2 separate regions of the Sus scrofa genome follow, and region 2 is linked to region 1. A link is a contact called in public targeted proximity ligation data. All regions are on one chromosome and are shown on one strand. The core of a region is the stretch at or near the end of the contact, and the rest is flanking DNA. Distances in the headings are between cores, read along the strand shown. Region 1 overlaps R3HDM2 (R3H domain-containing protein 2). Region 2 holds the start of GLI1 (GLI family zinc finger 1).

Region 1 (5,364 bases), core at 890-3,389:
AGTAGGTATATTAGCAGCTACCATAAGTGCTTCAGACACAGCAAAACTTAACCAGCATAAAGATATTTTAGTTTGGAGTTTGTGATTGCAATTAACTGTAAGAATAAATTTTTGATATCTCTGTACCAAATAATGTTCCCTTGTTCCCAATCTATAGGGCCTCGCCTAACAATGTACTCCCTGTAGGAGACCAGTGAATACCAACAACTGACTCTCATGATTCAGATGGAGGGACAGATTCGGAGTAAAAGTTTGAGATTTAAGGCCGGTCACCTGAACATTCTATCTAAAATTTTTTCAGTCCCAAATGGTTTTTCTCTTTACTTATCTCTTTATTCCCTTCCCACTTTTGCTGTCTGTTTCTAGATATGGATGGAAGGAGGAGGCAGATGGAAAATTAAGAGGCAGAAAAGGGAACAGAATTGTATTAACATACATACATTTTAGAAAACTCAAAAAAATAGTGGGACCCTAAAAAAGTGAGACACACACAGAAAGAGGGGTCAGCCAGAGGGAGAAGTTCAGGTTTATCCAATTACAGGTCTGAATTAAGACACAGACAGGGAAAAGCACAAACACACATGCCGTGTTTCAGTATGGAGGGAGGTAAGCTGATGTGAATGAGACTTGATGAGGTGGTAGGTATATGGTGGTAAAATAAGAAAGTCAGGACTATAGAGAAACTGATCTAGGGACTGAGATGAAGGACTTGGAATGACATGCACGTGGGTTACATTAAGCCACAAAGCAGAGGTTCCTAGATCCTCAATGTTCTATTTTAGCTTCATTTCACAATATATGAATGGGGTCGTACTGGGCCGTTCCGGGGTGTTTCCACTCTAGTTTCCAGTTCCTAGGGTATGAGTGCTTAGGACTTACTTCTTGTACCTATGGAAGAGATATATCTGAGGTTAAGCTGGACTAACTGAGCAGGGAAATGAGGGAATCTGGGAGGTGAAACGAGAACTTGAATTCTAATATAGACGTATTGGCTTCCTGACTATCAAGAATATTCCAGGATAAAGTGCAGGCTTTATTCTATTCATGAAGGGCTCTATTCATGGAAGAAAAGAGTAAGTAAAGATAAACTAACACAACACTGTAAATCAACTATACTTCAATAAAAAATGAAAACCAATTTATCAAAAAAAAAAAGAGTAAGTAAAGATCTCAGCACAACTTGCCTCAGAGTATTAAGGAGACTTTAAACCTAGAACACTGAGGTTCCAGTTTAGAACAGGATCTGATTGTTAGGCTGATGACTTGCATGGTCTCTCCACTGAAGCAAAACTTCTAGTTAGTTTTCAAACCCTAGTTAGTATCAACATCCAACAGTCCAGAACAGAAGGAGAAAGAGCTCTTCTGGAGTTCCTGTGTGGCTCAGTGGGTTAAAGATCTGGCACTGTCACTGCAGTGGCTCAGGTTGCTGCTGTAGTATGGGTTCAATCCCTGGCCTAGAACTTGTGCATGCTGTGGGCATGCGCTCCCCCCCCCAAAAAAAGGCAGAACTCTTTTATGGCACAGGAAAGAAAGACGCTGGAGGGTTTTGTGCTTTTTTTTGGCCATGCCCATAGCATGCAGATGTTCTAGGGCTTACATCTGTACCACAGCAGTGCCCCAAGTCACAGCAGTGACGGTGTATGGCAGGGATCTTGATGAGTGTGGTTTCCTTTCCGTTCTTCCAAATCCCAACACATAAATATTTGTTTAGGGATCAACAGCCGTATGAACACATTCAGCTAGACTATGGTGGGAACTGTAATCTTTTCGAGCTCCATGTATGGATACAGGGAGGAAAATCACCTTGCTAATTACACAGGATGGGGGGAGAAACGTGGATTAGGGTTAAAGATCCCGCTGACATTTTTCAAGAGGAAAAGAAAGAAATATAAAGCAGAAAAACTCCCAGGCTGACTTTACTAAGAGCACTTTGGCCAACCCTTTGCCCTTAGTCTTTTCTCCCCACAACTAACAAGAAATGGGGGATGGAGTGGCATGTCTCCAAAAACAGATCTTTCCTGCCACCCACTGCACAAGAGACATGACTGTACTTCCAGAGCTTGTTTGAATCAGAGCAGAGGGGGCTCTGGCACTGAGTGGTGACTCACCTGTGAGATCATGTGATTATTCAAGGGTGGCTGTTGCTGAGGCGTGGGTGGGAGAGCAGGAAGTTGCTGCTGCTGCTGCTGTTGCTGGGCAGTACAAGGGAGAAGGCCCCGGACAGACTGGGATGAGGTGACCTGGTTGCACACTTCTGGGGCACCTAGCGCCATACCTAAGGCAAAGGGGAGACCCAGCAAGAGTTGTAAGCACAAGTCATGAACATACCACCCCTGGAGGGCACAGTTGCCAGGCTTTACTCTTTCCTTACTGTTTTCCTTATCATTCCCCTTCTGTCCATTCCCACATTGTCTTGGGGAGATCCAAGCACAAGCACAGATGCACTTCAGTTATCCTACTGGTGGGAGTCCTCATCTTAGCAGGTTTCTGCTCCTCAGGGACAGTAACCACCTTGACTGTCACTGTTTGGTTTTGGAAATGAACAAAATGTGAGGCTGCTGAAGCATCTTCCCTGGGGTACCTAGAATCTGCCCATCATGATTAGACAGCTGAAAACATGAACGTCTGCTTCCTGGGAAGCTATAGATTCCTAGTCCCTTTAAAGACCTATCTTCTCTTTGATTTCTTCTCAACTTGTAGCATCTCATGAAAGTTGCGGAGAAGGCAAATTCCAAGTACATGCCCTTGGACACACATACACACAACCTTCATCTAACTATTTCCCCCATTTCCAGGCTCTCCAAGTGATGCACGCATTTACATAAAATGCTATTACTGAATATTTACTATGCATAGGCATCGTACAATAAACTGAAGACATAAAGGTAAAGGGAACACAGTCCTTGCCCTTAAGTGGCACAGGCTCTTCCAACAGGAGATGGACATCCACACAATGATTACAATCTGATAAGGATAAGGGATCCATTAGTGATACAACAAAATTGTGTGAAAGCAAAGATGAGGAAGTATAACTCTTGGGAGGGTTAGAGGGAAGGATTTAAAGAAGTGGCGAGAGAAATGGGTTTTAAGGATGAATAGAAGGTCTATCAGACCAAGAGGGGACAAAGTTAATGCCATATTCAAGAAATGGTCAGAGGGCCAGAGAAGGATGGTCATCAAGAAATGAGACTGAGTTGGCAATCTGGAGTCAGGACCTTATGTTATATTAAGAAACTTGAGTTTTATTATGCAGGGAATGCAGAAACATGAATATTTTTAAGACAGGACCGATGTGATTAGATCTACGTTTTAGATTAGTGAACTGGCTCCAAAAAGGATGAGGATAGAGCAGGGAAACCAGCTTGAATAAAGGCCTGGATAAAGGCAGAGGCAGTGGGATTAGAAAGGAGGTAACAGGGAGTTCCCCTACGGCTCAGTGGGTTACAGATCCAGTGAGGTCACTACTGTGGCTCAGGTCACTGCTGTGGTACAAGTTCGATCTGCCTCAGAATTTCCTTCCACAAGTGACAGGTGCGGCCAAAAAAAGGTCAACGGAAAAGGGCAACAGAGACCCAACAGAGGCAAAATTTTCACCACTACTGATGTCTTTTGAAGGGAAGACCTGCAGAACTTCTGCGATGAAAATGAAGTAATTCTTCAGAGGCAGGAGGATGGTGAAATAGAGGCTCCATGAGCAAAAAGAGGTAAATAACCCTGTGCTAAGAGTGCAGGGACAGATGAAGGTTATAAAGCAGCTCAGGAGAGCTGAAGAATGGTTACCAGGCTGGCAGGTGGAACACATACTCCTCAGTGACTGGGCTCCACAGAAGCAGCCACAGTAGTACTTCTTCAAGTTCTAGCCTACTGGCTGCTACCAATTAATTACAAAATTACAAACGATTCTGTCTGCTCTATAAACACTCTATAATCTCAAGGGCCAAAGAATGAAAGTAGTTATCACCCTCATTTTAGTACATAACCAGAACCTGGGCTGATAGGGATGTCCTATCTCGGTCAAAAATCAGATAAAATAACCTAATTCCAATTGGTGTTTTTCAATTAGGAAAGAAGGTTTGAAAGACTATCAGAGAAAAGGACTCAAAAGGACAACAGATCCAAGAAATCAAATTTCCCCTCATCTGGCTGTGTTAGGTTTCCCAATGGCCAAGTGTTTTGTTAAAAGTAAACATCAGTGGAGTTCCGGCTGTGGTATAGTGGGTTAATGAGCCAGCTTCTCTCTGTGGCAGCTCTGGTTGGATCCCCGGCCCAGAGCAGTGGGTTAAGAATCCAGTGTTGCTGCAGCTGTAGTGCAGGCCAAAGCTGCAGCTCGGATTTGATCCCTGGCCTGGGAACTTCCAGATGCCATGGGTATGGCCGAAAAAGAAGAAAAGAAGTAAATACCAGTGATATTTTGCAGAAGATAAGAAATGACGGAAGGAGAGAAGCTATGGTACCTGGCCTGGAGATCCTTCCAGCACTGCCACCTTTACTGCTCCCAATGCTGTCACCCCGGGTGAGGATAGAGATTCCACTGAAGCTGCTGGCCTTGGTGACGGGGGGCCGCATGCTCCGGACAGAGCCGTCAGAGTCTGTGCTGCTCCAAGGCCGTGGCTCCAGGGATTTGAGTTCGCTGTCTGTGCTGCTCTGGCGGCTGCTTGAGGTACGGCTCAGCCCCTCACGGTTTCCCCTGTGGAGACCACAGTGGTCAGAGCATCCCTCACCTACCATTTCAGAAGAAGGGCTAGAGAAAGTTCATTTCTATTCTTTCAGTAACAAATAAGGGGTGAGGGTTGGGGGAGGATGGACACTGACTTCTTGTTAGTTAGCTGGCCAACCAAGACTTCATGGGAGCAAACAGAACAGATCCAGTACAGTAACAAAGAGCACAGAGGCAAATCTGGAAGACAGTGCACTGGCAACTAATTCAATACATCAGACCAGAGGTGGATGGGAAACCACACACATGATGCTGAGATTGGCTGTGAATTCTTTCCCCCCCTGGCCCTGCAAGGATCCCACACATGCAGGAAATAGTGGGGAGCAGAGGGGTACCAGTTCCTTCTGGGAGTTCTTAAAATAAAAGGACTCTTAGAAGTTACTGTTTCTAGAAGGCAGGAGTAGCCAACGTCATGGATAAATCCTACAACACATCTTCCACAAAACACATGTTTAAACCAGCAGAGGAGCTGCTTATGGCTACTTTTCCAGGTTTGGAAAGAAAAATGTAGTGGACTAAAGGGGCATTCTGGAAAACTTAGTCTGATAGTCTGGAATCAACCCAACTTGTTTTGTGGAAGTTTTGTGTTGATATCTGGGAACAAATGGTTCCAGGGTCTCTAAAGGCTGACCCTCTCAGCATGATCA
Region 2 (5,364 bases), core at 1,022-3,521, 160 kb after region 1:
GTCCTCAAGTGAGGGAAGGAAGAAGCAGACCAAGGGCCCAGTGGGCTTGGGATGGGGAAACAGGCTGGTCAAGGGTAGGGGCTGTTGATGTGCTTTAAGGGAGGCTCAGGAGGGAGCTGGTCGAGGGGTTGAGGGAGGTGTTTAGGAGAGCCCCAGCAATGGAAGTCCAGAGAAAGGGGTGCTGAGCAGGAAAAGTTCTCTGGTTTTTCGGAGGGGGGGCAGAACTCAGTGAGGAGGTCGACGTTTATACTTTCCTAATAAAAATGAGGGGAAAAAAAAATCATCGAGTGTGAGTCATGAAGAAGGGCTGGGATGATGGCCCAGACAAATGCTTCTCAGAGTGTGGCCTGGGAACCCCCTGGGCAGGGGGGTGTCCCTGAGACCCTTTCACATGGTCAAGACTATTTTCAGGATAAAACTAAGATGTTATTTGCCTTTTTAATTTTCAATATCTCAAAGCCTACAATGGAGATTTCCAGAGGCCGTAGGACATGTGATTACATCATCTTTCTGACATCTTTGTTAATGGGATGTGTACTTGTGTATTCTTGTGTTACAAACTTTTTCGTCAGTTTTAATTTCTAATATGGTAAATTGATATAAATCAGATAAACAAAACTCAATAATTTTTAAGAGCATAAAGGGGTAATTGGAGCCAAGTTGTTTGAGAGTCGCTGATCTAGAGTCTTGGTTGGGGAGAGGCAAGCAGTGCATGTGTAGGATCCCTTCTTTTCTAGTCATCATTAGTCTTGTCTGACCATATGGGTATAGCTGATGTCTGGGTCAAAGTCATGTGGGGGAGGGAGGCTCAAATAGGGCTTCTTATCTGTCCTCCCACAGTTACTACATATATTTGTCAGGCCTCAGACCTCTTCCTAGCTTCACCTTTCCCCTTGACCCTCAGACCCAACAGTTAACTCCCTGACCCTCCAGACCCAAGGAGGGGTGGTTCTTGGAAACTGAACTAGGATGTGGGAGTTCTAACTGAGGGGTGGCAGAAAAGTGAAGGACTCCTTCCCCCCACCGTGCCTTCTCCTCTTTCTCATAAAGGTCTGAGAGACTAAAATAGCTGCCCCTTCCCCTGCATCCGGTAACCATGGCAACACAAACCCAGAAGGACAAGGGCACTCCCCTACCAGACACTACTGCTCTGCGGTAGCTGCCTCGGCCACTGTGCTTCTCTGTTTCTTTGGGTTTATGCAACCCCTCCATGGGCTCCCAGCTCGGCTTTGGTGGGGGGAACCTATTAAGCTTTACTCCTTAGCTCCCCCAAGTCTCCTCTGCCTCCAGACTCAAAGAGGGTGTCATGTGCCAGAAAGACCAGCAGAGGGAGCAGACAGCCATGACGAGCAGAAAGAGAGCGGGCAGCGTAGAGAGGTGCAGAGGTGGCCCCAGTTTCCAGAACTTCGGAGATGGAGAGGTGCGGTTCTTGGGGAAACAGTGCTTCGGTCTCAGGGCTCCTTAGCAACCTTTTGAACACGTGCCCTGCACCCAGAGCCTCAGCCGCTGCTCCTGCCTTTTATGCTCCGTGGACCCCCTCACCTTCCGCCCAGGGTCCCCAATCCAACTCTGTCCCAAACCTGTTTCCACCAAACCCCGAATCTGCCCTAATCCCTCCATGTTTCATCTAGAGGATGAGGCTGGCAGAAAAACTACAGGATGGCGGAATGCTCAGTTAGCACTAACTAAAGTCTACTTCCAATATTATCTTTCTCCGACGAGGTTTTTTTTCCTCGAGTTCCCCCCTCCCCTCCCCAATATATTTCTCAATTTGTTTTTTTCTGGTTCCTATTCAGGGCCTCTTCGTGGGCAGCCCATCCAGAGATCCATGCCGGGATTTACTGCCCACCACCAGCAGCGTGTTCAGCGGGGGGGGGGGGGGGGTGCTAGGCAGTATAGGGTCCCTCTAGGGAGGGGGAGGATCCTGGGGGTCCTGGGGGTGCAATAAGCCCGGCACCCCCTCTCTCGCTTCCAGCTACCCCGCCTTATCCTTCAGAACTGCAAGGAGGGAAATAGGAGGGAGGTGAGGGGCGAGCGGGAAGAGCGGCGGCGCGCCAGTGGCTAGAGCGAGAAAAAGTTTTTGCAAAAGGGGGAAAAAAACTTTGCGCTTCTCGCGGGTGGTCCCGGCTCGCGGCCCGGCGGGCTGGGCCGGCGGGAGGGCTGGGGGCCAGGTTGGGGGGCGGGGTGGCACTGACGCTGCGCTGCTGTAGCCCTGTCCGCCCCCCCCTCCCCACCGCACACCCCCCAGCCCAGACTCCAGCCCTGGACCGCGCATCCCGAGCCCTGCGCCCAGACAGAGGTGAGAAGGGGGGTAGGCGGGGGGGACCACCTGGGAGCGGTGGGGGAAGGGGCCTGAGGGGATGCTTTGCTTGCGAGGGACTCTGCCCAGCCGACAGAGAGACCCCGGGCACAGAGGCAAAATAGGGGTGGGAGAGCCTGGGGTAAGATGTTAGAAAGTTTGGAGATTTTTTTCAAATGTATCTTCCTTTCTCTCTATCTTTTTTTTTTCTTCTGACAGTCTGTGTGTCTCTGTCTCAGGCAACCGTGGATCTCTTTGTCTGTCTCCGCCTCTCCCATGTATTAGAAACATCGCACTTTAATGAGGTTGGGATGAAGAGGCTGGAAGGATGGCTAGCTGGAGGTCTGCGTGGTAGAGAGGGTACTCCAGGTGGGAGCTAGGGACTGGAAGACATCAGTGTTTCTGAAAGGAGGGAACAGTTAAGGAGAGAGTCCTAGATGGGGTGGGGATGGGTGTGTGTGAGGCGACAAAACCACCGGGAGGCGGCTGGGCTTGAACCTCTGACCTGTCTTGTGACAGATGTGCTTGCTGGTGCATGTGTTTTGGGTTAAAGGAATTGTCTTCTGGACTATGAAGGGGGCCTCTGGAGACAGTCTCCGGTTTAGGCCCTAGAAAGACTCCTCAAGGAATTTGGACTCTTGGGTCCCAAGGGGCTGTGAGCAGGGTGCTAAGGAGGAGCGGAGGAGACCTTGTCTTGACCCTCTGACCTCAAGACCACCAGAGCAGCTGGGGCCAGCCACAGGGAGACCCCTACTGGGATGGGGCGGGACCACTGGCCACTGCCAGCCTGTGCGTCGCTGTTGGCCCCCCTCCCAAACGGGAGCTGGGGACCGAGGCCCCTCCTCTGTCTCAGACCACCCTGCCTGCCCTTGCTCCCCGCTTTGAAGCCTCTTTCAGGCCCTGTGACCCCGAAACAATCCGCCCTGGGCAGCTAGCTTTGGGGACAGGATTAGGGAAAGGGTATCCCATAGACGCTGGGGACTGAAGGGTTTAGGGACTTGGGGAACTGGGGTCTTCATGGATAGGTTTTTGCAGTCCGGTAGAGGGAGAAGGCAGGGCGATTTTCCGGTGGTGGGGGTCCGGGGGCAGTTGTAAGGGCAGAAATAAGGGTGGTTTTACCTTGGGGGGCGGGGTCCAGAGACACCCCCCCCTTATCTACCAGGCATCCCCTGCCGGGCGGCACAGACCCCGCCCTTGACGTCACTAGGGGGTTCCCGGGGGTCTCCAGACGTTAACCCTTAGGAAGCCAGTTGGAATACCCAGGAACCTAAGGTGTCCTGGCCCCTCCCCCTCCCCAGACACACCTTATTTTATTTACCCTAATCACTTTCTCTCGCTACAGTTTCTGGATTCTTCTTTTCCATCCCACCGAGGGGACTCCCACTATCCAACAGTGCCCCCCCACCTCCACGGGCCAATGCCAGCTCTCTGGATGCACTGAGGGGAGGAGGGAAGAATGTGTCCCGCCTCTCAATCCACCCCCCCCCCCATTCCGCTGCGGCTCGCTCGACTAGGCTCCCGGGGCGGGCGGGGGAAGCGGAGCGGTCTGCAGCCAGAGCCTGCGGCGGCGACTTGGGTGGGCCGAGGAGGCACGGGGGCGGGGAAGGCGGGACCCGGAGAAGGGGGCGGGGCCGACTCTTGGGAGTTGGGGAGCGGGGGTGCGAGGGGGGACTCTGGAAAGTTGGGAGAGACAGAAGATGATTCAGGGCTCTAGCGAGGGAACCCTTAAGCTCCCTGCCCCGTCCTGCTCGCTCATCCACACCCCAGAAAAACTTAATTTTCTGAAGCTGGAAAAGTTGCCGAAATTTTCCTTTCAGCAGTGTGAAGGGGAGACATGGGTGGGCTGCGGCACGCTTGGGTGGGAAGGGGTATCTCCCTGTTTCCATCTCGGGCTCCCCTGTGGCTGGGTAGTGGGCAGGAAGGTGACTGAGTAGGCATGTTTGGGGGAGTCTCTTTAGTTTTGGGGGGTCGTTTGCTAGCTCCCGCCTCCTTCGCCTAGGTGAGTCATAGAGGAAGGAGGCGGGAGAAGTGTCCCCCCGTCCAGCTGCCAGCCAGCTGTGCCCCCGCAACGTAGTGCCCAAGGTCGAGTTGGGAGGTCTTGGTTGCGGGATCTGGATCTGGGTCTCCGCTGGGAAAGGAGGTGTTAGGTAGGGTACAGCCTAGGATGGGGCTCGGGCTGGGTCATGGGGTCCGGGCTCAGCTCCCCATCTTACCCCGCCCTCACCCTAAATCCCAGCATCCCGGGATCACCCACCGCGCCGGCCGGCCCGCTCCCGGTCGTTCTCCACCCTACCCCGCCCCACCCCACCCTCAATCCTGGGAGGCCGGAAAACCCGGGATGGAACTAAACTGGAGTTTGAGGAGGAAAGCGGACAGCGGCACCTACTTATTCCTCACTACTCCTCTGATGGATGATGACTTTTTGTTTTTAATTCTCCCAGAGCGTTCCCTCACAGTCCCGTTCCTGTTACCCCAAAACAGACCAAAAAGGTTAGGCGGCTGCCCAGCTTCAAACTATTCCTGAATAACACCAGCTTCCAACCTGTGTACTCGAGAGACCCCGGAGACTCCGTTCAGAAATCTTACGCCTTTCCACACAGTTTTCTGCCTTAGAGAAGGGCAGATCCTCCGCGCTCTCTCCAGGCCCCACCAGCCTCCCTGCCTGGGCTGTGGCGAGGGCTCCCTCTGCTGGACACTGGAGAGGTTGTAGACGGCAAGCAACAACTCGGAAAGGCAAAGGGGGCCCAGGCAGCAAGTCAGCCCAACGCTTGAAGTCACTTCTCCTCATGAGTTTCCTCATCCCACCCCCTCAAAGCTGGCCCATGGTGTCACAGCAAGAAGAAACAGAGGTCCATGGTATAAAATCACTTGAAACTCGAGGGAAGACTAGTCCACAACACTCCCCCTACTCTCTCTCTCTCTCTCTCACACACACACACACACACACACACACACACTACCCAAGGCAAAGCTCCCACCCAGTTCCTGCAAAGATCCCCAAGACTGGCCCTACCTCTATAGGACTTCTCTCCTTACCCTTCCCCAGGCTGAGTGATGCTCATTTC

Evidence for each region.
Region 2: a contact with region 1 is called in a targeted proximity ligation map of alveolar macrophages. A contact is called at or near these places in 3 of 5 promoter capture datasets (fetal liver, fetal skeletal muscle and liver), 18 of 47 Hi-C or Micro-C datasets (alveolar macrophages, embryonic fibroblasts, epiblast stem cells and 10 more) and 2 of 2 datasets of targeted methods (alveolar macrophages and skeletal muscle).

Annotation. Positions count from the first base shown.
Region 1 is chr5:22,577,987-22,583,350 of Sscrofa11.1, forward strand. It overlaps R3HDM2 (R3H domain-containing protein 2), which reads right to left. Exons shown (of 25, transcript XM_021091859.1): 13 at 4,455-4,687; 14 at 2,109-2,275. Among named protein-coding and RNA genes, the nearest start is that of STAC3, 24 kb to the left of the region's middle.
Region 2 is chr5:22,734,437-22,739,800 of Sscrofa11.1, forward strand. It overlaps GLI1 (GLI family zinc finger 1), which reads left to right and starts at 2,272. Exons shown (of 12, transcript NM_001256593.1): 1 at 2,272-2,299. INHBE (inhibin beta E chain) reads left to right here. Exons shown (of 3, transcript XM_003126320.4): 3 at 1-280.